2 separate regions of the Mus musculus genome follow, and region 1 is linked to region 2. Evidence: chromatin contacts called from public Hi-C data. All regions are on one chromosome and are shown on one strand. The core of a region is the stretch at or near the end of the contact, and the rest is flanking DNA. Distances in the headings are between cores, read along the strand shown.

Region 1 (5,414 bases), core at 2,494-4,993, 300 kb after region 2:
ATTTGGGTTCGGAGGGTTTTATTTTTATGGTTTTTTGTTTGTTTTTGAGATTTTTTTTCCATGGGTCCCAAACTCACTATGTCTATGAGGCTGACCTTGAACAGGTGTCACCATGACCCATTTTATTTGATACTAGGGACCAAGTCCAGGCCAACTTTCTACCAACTGAACTATATTCCTGTCCAGTCAAACCCAGACATTTTTTATTAGATATTTTATTTACATAAAAGCCCCCTATCCCTTCCTCCTCTCCCCCTGCTCACCAACCCACCCAATCCTGCTTCCTGACCCTGGTAGTCTTCTCTACTGGGGCATAGAGCCTGCACAGGACCAAGGGCCTCTCCTCCCATTGATGACTGACTAGGCCATCCAGACAGTTTTTTAAGTAGGAAAAATAAATTGGGCAAGGCTACAATGTATTTTTGAAGAGAGCTGGTAACTTTTGACAGAGCCTTTCTAGTTAGCAGATCCATGGCATGGGGGAGGAAAAGGATTGGGAGTGTCAAGGCAGGAAAGTAAACTCTGTATCTTTAAGGCCACCACAGGTGTCTTTCTCGGACCTGCTGAGGTGCACCGGAAACTGGATGGGTGGGGCTGTGCAAGCTGAGCTGAGACAAAGTATATCAGTGCCCGTGTGCTAGAGCCACCCAGAGAGGTCTCTCACAGGGGAGGAGTGTGGCCAATCCGGCAAAAATGTTTCTGAGATCGCAACTGTCTATCATTCAAAATTCCTTGCTTTAAAACTTAACACTGGGGGCTGGAGAGAAGGCTCAGCGGTTAAGAGCACTGACTGCTCTTCCAGAGGTCATGAGTTCAATTCCCAGCAACCACATGGTGGCTCACAACCATCTGTAATGGGATCTGATGCCCTCTTGTGGTGTGTCTGGAGTGTACTCATATATACATACATACATACATACATACATCTTCTTTTTTAAAAACTTAACACTGATGGTAGGATATCCAGAAAGTAAGGAAAGAGAAACCAGCCTTTCTGCCGCCATCTGAGCTCACGCCATCTGTGCTGTCAGCAATTATTTAGGGTTAATGGGTATTTATTGATGCTAGCTATAATTTTCCTTAAAGTCAGTTTTTCCTTAGGAACCTAGTCAGCTGCTTTATGTTGTTGCTTATTTTTGCTTACTTGCCCTCAAGACTCAGCTGATGGAACTGCCTGGTCTGGGATCCTTACGTCTCGTCTGGGGAGTGCTCTCATTGCTCATTATGGGACTTGCAGGTGGAAGGCAGAGAAACTGGTAGCAGGTGTGAGACGTGAACCTGCCCAGGAGACCCATCCAGTCCCGTGTCCCTCTGACGGGCCTGACCTTTATACCTGCCTGTCCCTCAGCCCTACGAAGCCTGTGTTCCCCACGGGCTCCATGTGGCAATACCATGGCTCTGTTGTATGTGGGCTGACTCAGAGCACTCCAGGCTTGGTAAACTGAGGGCAAAAACAATTGCCTTTCATCTTGTGGGCACACGCAGACATGACTGCTGGTCTGGTTATACCTCATCTGCTGTAAGTGCTACTGCTAGGACAAGAGATGGTCGGTCTATAACAGTATGCTGGGAGTATGGTCAGTGAGCTAAACAGAAGATAAAGCTGACCAAACATGCCTGCTGCTAGGGCTGAAGAGATGGCTCAGTGGTTAAGAGCCTACAGTTCTTGCAGAGGACCCAAGTTTGACACCAGCTCTAGAGGATATGTTGCCTTTTGCTTCCAAGGGTGTCTGCATTAATGTGTGTCTCCACATGTAGATCACACACACACAATTAAAAACAAAATAAATCTTAAAAACAATAGATACTGCTTTGGCCAAATTGTTACAATGAAGTTCTGGCACAGAAAAATACTCTGGGGCTGGAGAGATGGCTCAGTGGTTAAGAGCACTGCCTGCTCTTCCAAAGGTCCTGAGTTCAGTTCCCAGCAACCACATGGTAGTTCACAATCATCTGTAATAGGATCTGATACCCTCTTCTGGTGTATCTGAAGATAGCTACAGTGTACTCATATAAATAAATTTTAAAAAATGAAAGAAAAATATTCTGTGTATTTTAAAGAATCTTGTAACACAATTTACTAAGTACATTTTTCAGGAATATTCTGAATGGCAGTGTTAACGGTAGGATCTGGTTAAAGTAAAAAGAAGGTGGTCACTTGGTCATGTTTCTTATTCCATGGCAGACTAAGGCTGGGAAGGGTCCTGGTGCCCCATTTAAACACCAAAAGTACAGACCTCGGCACGGGTGCTTCTCTCAGCCATGTATGTTGGGCCTTTTCAAGGGTTCAGGGGTTGACTGACAGTTCTCATTACCTTTTTCCGGGCAGAATTTCAGTTTCCTAAGATGGAGTCAAGCAAAAAGATGGATGCTGCTGGCACACTGCAGCCTAACCCACCCCTAAAGCTGCAGCCTGATCGCGGCGCAGGGTCCGTGCTCGTGCCGGAGCAAGGAGGCTACAAGGAGAAGTTTGTGAAGACGGTGGAAGACAAGTACAAGTGCGAGAAGTGCCGCCTGGTGCTGTGCAACCCGAAGCAGACGGAGTGTGGCCACCGGTTCTGCGAGAGCTGCATGGCCGCCCTGCTGAGGTGGGTGCCCTCCAGGGCTCAACCCCCACTCACCTGCTTCTTCCAAGACCTCCAGCGTGGGGGGCCTTTAGAGCAACTCAGGCACATCTCATGCTTGAGTGCCTGAGACCTCCATACCTTGCCCTGCCTGCCTCACATCCCACTTGCCCAGGCCTCTCCGCCCACAAAGCTTCTGTGCCTCCCATCTGCCTTGCTGTACTCTGTGCAAGAAGCTTATGTTTTATGGTGGTCATGTCAAATGATCCTAAGTCCTTAAAATTGAAGAGTGCCCTGGGCCAGGAGAGAGGAAGGTCAGGGTCACATGCAGAACAGAGCATGTGGCAAGGCTGCATGCTTGCCTGGGGGATCCACAGAGATCTGGGGTACCAAGACTCTAGAAGCTCATGAGTCTAGTAATTGCTATGGTAAAGTCACAAGGGCAAGTTGGGATTTGGAGGACAGAGTTGAGTCAGCTGGGAAGAGCATCATCGTGCAGCTTTTTATATTTGCCAGGCACTGTGCTTGACACTCAGACCACTGCAAGACACACTGTGCCGTCAGTGCCCTCAGGACACATTAGCTTCAGAAGGCCACAGAGTTTTTCTCATCTGGTCACTCACACCTGGGTGCCTGAGACCGAGGCCGAGCCCAGTAGCCAGGCTCCTGTGCGTCCCACACCCTCAGCACATCCATTCACGTGTCCCACACAGGCCACTTGGTTTTGCTGAGAGTGAAAGGACCCAGGTTGAAATTGCTGATGACACAATAGGTTCAGCACCCAATTTGCATGGAAGAGGACCTGGAAACCACCTGGGCTCAGGAGAGGCCTGTAGTGGGGTTTCCTGGAGGATAGATGCAGCTCCCCTGTGCAGGTGAGTTTGTAGATAGCCCAAGACCAGAGCATCAGAAGGACTTCAGTATTTGTGGGTGCACCTTCCAGAGGCTCCCCTCCGAGAACCACTGTGGCACCAAATGTCACTCTCGTGGTCATTAACTCATAGTCATTAAGTCTTCCCAATGGGACTGAGCTACTGAATGTAGTCGCATGTTTTAAAGTTCAGTGCTTTTTCTCCTGTGGATTACTATTTAAACTCAGTTTTCAACAGCCCTGGAGCCCTGCCTGTTGCTGCAAGCTCGAGCAGGCCTGACTACAAAGGAAAGCATTCTGTGCTGTGAGCCTGGGGGAGGGGCTGACTCCTGCTCTGACATACTTACTCTGCTTCCTTCAGCTCCTCCAGTCCAAAATGCACAGCGTGCCAAGAAAGCATCATCAAAGACAAGGTATGCTTACCCATTTCCTTCCTTCAGACAGAGGCTTGCTCTATAGTTCAGGGATCCCCAAACATAATGGACCTTCTTGCCCAGCCTCTGAGTGCAGGGGCACCACCCTTCTGGGCTTTTTAGATGGCTGACACATTTCACATAGCTTACGTTTGATGCTGTGTAAATCAGTTTATTTTTCTACTTGATTTATCATTGGGAGGAGGTGCATGCGTGCGTAGTGTTCACATGGATATCAGAGTACAACCTTGAGGAGTTCTGTCCTTCTTCCCTTAAGTGGGGTCTAGGGATCAAATGCAGGTTGCCAGGTTTGCACGGAAAGTGCTTTACCCTCCGGGCCACCTTGGTTTCCCATAGCTTTTGTACAATGCATTGAAGTTCAGTTTTGTTTTACTTTTAAAAATTAAGCTGGGTATGGTGTTGTACACCTTTAATCCCAGTACTCAGGAGGCAGAGGCAGGTGGATCTCTGGGAATTGGAGGCCAGCCTGGTCCTCATAGCAAGATCCAGGACGGCCAGGGCTATATAATTGAGACCTTTTCTCAAAAACAGTTATTACTTCCGTGGGGAGGTGAGGGTGGGAGTCTAGGTCAGGCTAGCCTTGAACTCACTTAGTAACGGAGGTCCTTCCTTCTCCGTCTCCCAAGGCCCAGGATCGCAGGTGTGCGCTCCCACATCTAGTTTCCGCAGTGCTGAGGGTCTTTCTCAGGGCTTCGGTGTGCTAGGTAAGCACACCACTAACTGACATACATCTCCAGTCCCTCGGGGTTGGTTGGTTTGCTTGAGATAGAGTTTTACTGTGCAGCTCTGGCTGGCCTTGAAATCCCAGAGATCTCTGCCTCCACACGTAGCAAGTCCCTTGGTTTTCCCCCCTTTGTTTTGATTTTTGAGATTAGAGTTTCCTATGTTGCCCAGGCTGGCCTGAAGCTCACGGCAGCCCTCCGCCTCAGCTCCTAGGATTGCAGCATGTTCCAGAACACTGACTTGCAGTTTTGTCAGTGGTGCAGCAGGCTCCACGGCCCAGCACGTGCTGTGTGAGCACCCGGGCAGACTGGGTGTGGAGGAGGAGCCAAACACAGCTTCAGCTGTGCCTCCTGCAAGGCGCACTGGCCTCTACTGTCCTCTAGCCTTAACAGTCTCAGTCTGACCTGTTCATGCCGTGGGAAGTCCTATTCGGAGTCTGTCCGGAGCTGTGAGAAGTGCTGAGGTGCCTGTTGTGGCAGAATCGCTGCCATCTTGTAGTTTTCTGTCTCATACAGCTTATACTCAACTTGGAGACACTAGCTTTTACCTCAGACATGCCAGTGGGAGGCTGTTTAAATGTGTTCTTGCTCCCCCTTACCAGTGTCTTGAAGTGTGTAAGCAATGAATGAGATCAGCTGCTGTGTGCCCACATGGCTGTCAGCATTGGCAAACTTAGAGTGGGGACCACTGAGGGGACCCTACCTTTTTCCAGAAGAACCTGATCCCTCCCCTTTTCTCTGGCACACGGCCACTCACAGACTGCTAAGCCCTTCCAGGTACATTTGTAGCTTGAAACAGCTCATTCTCAAGGACTTAAATATC
Region 2 (5,361 bases), core at 2,298-4,797:
CCCACTTTTCAATGTGACATGGGAAATGTGGAAGGACAGGTGACTCCTCTTGCCTCTGCCTCAGTGGCCAGCACCCATGCACATTGGCTGGACCAACCTTTCCAGGATCAGGCAGTGACATCCAGTGATGAGGAAGACATTTATGCCCACGGACTCCCATCTTCATCCTCAGAGACAAGTGTCACAGAGCTTGGAGCTGGTCGCTCTCTGCAGGACCTGAGCCAACCAGGTGCTGAGGAAACCACCCTGCTCAAGGCAGATCAGGTCTGTGTGCTGATGCAGGAAACATAACTAGTGTGGTGGCCATGGCAGCTGCTGCTTTTCCTTTAAAGAGCATGCATGGCAGACTCAACCATTTTCCTTCTTATGGAAATTGTAGTACAGCACAATCGCAGCTTTGAAGTCTGGGTTTGGGGGAATTTCCAATTCAGACACTCTGAATCATTTGAACTATATTACTTCTGATCCGGCTCAGTTAACCTCCTACCAACAAAAGTGTAATCTTTCAAGGCCACAGCAGTATGGGCCCTTAAGGTAGCCTGAGGTCATTGGAACACCACTGTGCAGAGGACTGTTTGCTCTGAGCACGTATGTGATGTATAGTTCCTGCCTTCCCCATAGTCCATTCACTCGTAGGTACATCAGTGTGAACTGGGGACCTCTCTAGAAATGCTGCTTCTGCAGTGTCCTCATAGAGCCCAGGACACACTGCAGAGGGAAGCCCCAGTCTGCTGTGGGGCCTCTTGACCAGTGCAATTTATTGTTCTTGGGAGTTTTATATTTAAAATTACTTTTAAAAACAGGGTTTCTAACTCATTCTGTGCACCACACTGACCTTGAATTCAGAATTCCACCTGCCTCTGCCTTCTGAGTGCTGGCATCAAAGTCTCGTGCCACTACGCCCAGCCCTAAAAATGATGTTTAAGTACTGATTTTCTTTGGCATAGCAAATATGTTTGGCTTCAGAGCTAGCCGTGTACCAGCACATTCCCTAGGAGCTGATGTGAGGCCCACTCCTGCATCATCAGAGCTGAGAGCACGACGCTTACCAGCTTGCACCATGTGCAGCTCCGGGCTGAGCACTTCACACACTTAAATCACTTCTGTAAAAACAAACTAGGGGGGCTGGAGAGATGGCTCAGCAGGTGAGAGCACTTAGGTCAGAGCACTGACTAGTCTTCCAGGGGTCCTTCCTGAGGTCAATTCCCAGCAACCACATGGTGCTCACAGCCATCTGTGATGGGATCCGATGCCCTCTTCTGGGGTGTCTGAGGACAGTGGCAGTGTACTCATAAGTAAATCAATCTGTAAAAAAAAAAAAACCCAAAAAACAAAAAAAAAACAAACAAAATAGGACCCAGGTTTAGTTGCCCCGTTGTATGGAGGAGGAAGTTGAGCCTCAGAATGGTAAAGTAGTGCATGCACCGGATCACGCTACAAGTGAAGTCAGGGTAGCCCAGGACTTCCCCGTCTCTGTGTTCTATCTTAGAAGTGAATGTACAGAACTTGGCGGCTTGTTCTGCATCCTGTGTTCATCTTTTCAGTGCACTGCTTCCTAAGTGCTCTTAACTGACAGTGTATGTGTCCATGCTGGGAGCTCACTGCAAGTGGCAGCTAGCTGTCACTATGGGAAGAGCTATGGGAAACCACAGCAGTGTGGTCACCTGATATAGAGTGTTAGTTGGCAGATCACATCTGTTGGTATATCTTAGAACTTTAGCTTAAGAAAGCCCTCGCCCATGGAAAAGGATCCTGGAGCTCTGAAGTTATCTACCAAGCTTTGCTGTACCTGGTCTTGCTCCAAATAGCAGAAAAGCTGAGAAATGTTGGGTTGTTTGTTTGTTTTATAGGACAAGGGCTAAGTGAAAAGTTTGCTATGGTGAACAAAGCCAGGTGGAGAAAAGGTAGAAACCATTCTCTTTCATAACACTAGCTTCCATATCAGGTATTTGTACAAGTGTGTCTAAAGTAAACCTTTTTTAGCTTTGACTTTTAAACAAATCCTAGCACCATGGGACCAGCATGACAGGTCAGTGGGTTAGGGCTGACACCAAGCTTGAGGACCTGAGTGCCGTCTCTAGGATCCATATGGTGGAAGGACAGAACCAGCTCTCACAAGTCTTCTGCCTGCCACACATGTGCTATGTATAAGGCACACTCGTGTGTGTGTGTGCATACACATGGTTACATTAGACAAGTAATACAAATGAAAAGAATAGCAACAAAGCTTTAGTGTGCAGAATTGAGACAGAATCTCATCCACACTTCCCCAGCTGTTCCCATACAGCAGGCCAGGAGTCCAGAGGTTAGCACAGGGCTTGAAAGACTGTAGTGTAGATAGTTGTGATGCTGTTCCCATAGGGTATCTGTCATAAGTTAAGTGTACAGAAAGATGATTTACATACATGTGTTGATGACCTTGTATAAAGTAAGGTCTCTTGATGTGATGTCATGTAGTCCTAAGCATTCATGGCCTGTATTCTGTGCAGGGCATGTGCACCAGGATAGCTATAAACATAGCCCAATTGTCAAATCATGAACTTACTTTAAATGTTATGCTTTCTGTTGCAGACTTTTTTGTGGGAGGGGTTGTATGGTTCTTGAGTGTGGACTTGCAAGGTGACAATGTCTTGTTTTGACGAGTGGTTGGTTACACCTTCGAGCATTACTTAGGAAGGGTATTATGCTGTGTGAAAGTGTTATCCAAGGATGCTATGGGATCTTCCACAAGGACCAGAACTCCTATTCCAGAATGTTTCTGGGACTGGATCCAAGGAGAGCGGGGTTAGGCAAGGCTTCTCAAGGATCCTTTGACGTCAGTATCCTGCCTACTTGCCTTGTTGGTAACAGTGTGATGAAGGCAGCCGTGTCCCCTGCACAGAACTCACTGGCCTCTGTCCTTGTTAGTTTGCAGAGAGCTGGATGGGCTACTCGGCTCCTGGCTATGGCATCCTCAGCTTGGCGGTCTCGGAAAAGTTTCTCTGGTGCCTGGACTACAAAGGTGGCCTGTTCTGCAGTCCCCTGCCTGGTGCAGGGCTGCGCTGGCAGAGGTTTGAAGATGCTGTCCAGCAGATGGCAGTCTCTCCCTCAGGTTTGCCTCCCAGCTCCTACTTCCCAACCCCCAACACAGCTCCCAGCTCCTAGGGCAGCTCTCCTTTGGCAACAGCAGTGTCAACAGATTGACCTTCCTGCCAGCTTAGCTGGGTACTGTTAAAGATCATGAATGCTTCCTTTGACACTGGTTAGGGTGATGGGTGTTCGGCATACTTGCTTGATTTTTTTGGTTTTTTATTTTATTAATTACAGAAATAACACAAGGAACATATTTTTGTAAGCTATACAAATAATTTGAGTTTTGAGGTTTTTTTTTTATTTTCTCCCCATGTTGGAACATTAAATCCTCATAAAAATAACATATTTCGGTTTGTCAGTGTTGCTCTAAAACAACTGAAGTAGTGAGGCCAGGCCAGGCCTGTAGGTGTGTGCTGGATGTTCCCTGACTGCAGTCGCAAAGGCCTCACACTTTTGTGCATTGTTTCGCATTTTAGTGAACCCAGGAGACTTATTTTGAATACAGTCTGTTAGGCTGAGATAACTCCCTCATCTATGGAGACTCGTGTACTTGTGGTTTTCTTTATTTCTGTTTGTTTTGGTTTTAGACATGGCTGTATAGCACAAGCTGACCTTGAATTCACTGTGGAGTTCTGGCTGGCCTCAGACTGGGTCCTCCTGCCTCAGCCTCCCAAGAGCTGGGCTTATAGGCATAACCCCACTATACTTCATTCGCATTTTCCTAATGCTAGATATGTGCTTATCTCTTTTGAAGCAGTGGGCATCGTGGAGGAGAAACAAAAGAAAGGGCATTCTTGTTAAAGTATTAGTTTATTAGTTGTTTGCTCACTTTCTTTCAGTTTGCTTGACACTTATTTTCCCCTGGAGACTGGGTGAGATAATAGCCCACTCCATTAGCTGGTGTTGTATAATTGTATATCTTCATTTTTTTCCTGTTTCTGTCACATACTTTTAAGCCCATCCTTCTAGCCATTTAGAAGTGTTGATTCTCTGCTGATTGTATTAATTACTTTTTATTTTTCCAACTATTCCTTGGCTGCTGTGGTTGGAGCTGTCTGTCTGTCTGTCTCTGTGAGATCATCTTTCTCAGCTGAGACCCACACATCTTTGGATGCCTCGGGCCCTGTGGTGTTGCAGGGCAGGGCTAGGGGAGAAGCTTGTACATGACTTCTCGGAGGCCTCCGGTAGCTCAGTGCATTCATTCTTTGGTATCCTCTCCTGGCCTAATGCCTTAGCCTCCACTCACAGTGCCTCTGGCCTGCTGCCCACCTTCCTCATTTCCTTTATCCATTCCTCAGAATTTTAAATGAAAACATGACTCACATACACATAAGTGATCCAAAAAAGGCCCTTCCCAAGGTCCCCAAAGTTAGTTTTGGGCACTAATTGTGCCTTATGTGTCAGTAGGCACGTACCTAATGAAATGTCAGCTCTCTCTCCCGACATGAGTGAGTGACTGCCTTGTGCCCACCCTGTGCTATGTGGTGCATCCCCTCTTACATCTAGCCTTTAGATCAGTTCTAAAAGGTGGAAATGACCCACCTTTCAGTTGAGAAAAGTGAGACTTAGATACATTCATATGTTGACAACATAGAGCTGGTGGGTTTAAACTCTGGCATGGTGGGCTCTTCCTGAGGTGGAAGCAACAAGATGTATTATAGAAAGCTGCCCCTCTCAGGGCTGAGAATGGAGTGTTTGTGTAGGGGAATCTCATGTTTGTTGAACAGTGAGTAGAGTTTTTTTCTCCTAGGGGCTCTTCTCTGGAAGATTGAACAGAAATCTAACCGTGCTTTTGCTTGTGGCAAAGTCACCATCAAGGGGAAGCGGCACTGGTACGAGGCTCTGCCCCAGGCTGTGTTTGTGGCCCTGAGTGATGACACAGCCTGGATCATCAGGACCAACGGAGATCTGTACCTTCAGACAGGTAGTCGAAGGCCATGTACATTGTCCTTGTCACTTGCTGAATCTGCAGCTAGACACATTCTGAGAGCAGTCACAGGATGCAGAGACCGAAAACCAAGTTAAGTGAGAACATTTCTAGAAGCACTGTTTCCCATGGAAGAGCAGTTGCCCCTGACACAGACTGGTCTGGGCAGGGATGAATAGGTGACTGAGTGCAGGGTAGGATGCCTCATGGGGCAGAGCCGGCCGTTCCTGCCGCTGCCCATACCCTGTGCATACCCTGGAGTATCCAGGCTGAAGAGGAAAGCAGGAGCAGTCATGACTTGACAGACATCTCCCTCTTTTCTCAGCTAGGTCACAGCCCAGCACCTGGACACATACTTACAT

What was found. Hi-C and Micro-C count contacts between places; a contact is called where the count stands out from the background.
Region 1: a Hi-C map of cerebral cortex shows a contact between it and region 2, with 2.1 times the contacts expected there. The contact joins two enhancer-like sites. A contact is called at or near these places in 16 of 484 Hi-C or Micro-C datasets (the G1E-ER4 cell line, the HPC-7 cell line, bone marrow-derived macrophages and 13 more), 1 of 115 datasets of contacts at active chromatin or transcription factors (embryonic stem cells) and 1 of 9 other capture datasets (embryonic stem cells).

What each region holds. Positions count from the first base shown.
Region 1 is chr12:111,235,233-111,240,646 of GRCm38.p6, forward strand. Traf3 (TNF receptor-associated factor 3) reads left to right here. Exons shown (of 12, transcript NM_011632.3): 3 at 2,330-2,588; 4 at 3,797-3,848. The coding sequence starts at 2,347. Among named protein-coding and RNA genes, the nearest start is that of Amn, 33 kb to the right of the region's middle. Within about 2 kb of position 3,744, at least 57 of the 459 cell types and tissues checked have an H3K27ac peak or open chromatin away from gene starts, as enhancers often do. A contact at or near this core is called in cerebral cortex and neural progenitor cells, where this site is marked.
Region 2 is chr12:110,933,369-110,938,729 of GRCm38.p6, forward strand. It overlaps Tecpr2 (tectonin beta-propeller repeat containing 2), which reads left to right. Exons shown (of 20, transcript NM_001289510.1): 9 at 1-264; 10 at 2,908-3,091; 11 at 4,823-4,996. Among named protein-coding and RNA genes, the nearest start is that of Ankrd9, 43 kb to the right of the region's middle. Within about 2 kb of position 3,548, at least 56 of the 459 cell types and tissues checked have an H3K27ac peak or open chromatin away from gene starts, as enhancers often do. A contact at or near this core is called in cerebral cortex and neural progenitor cells, where this site is marked.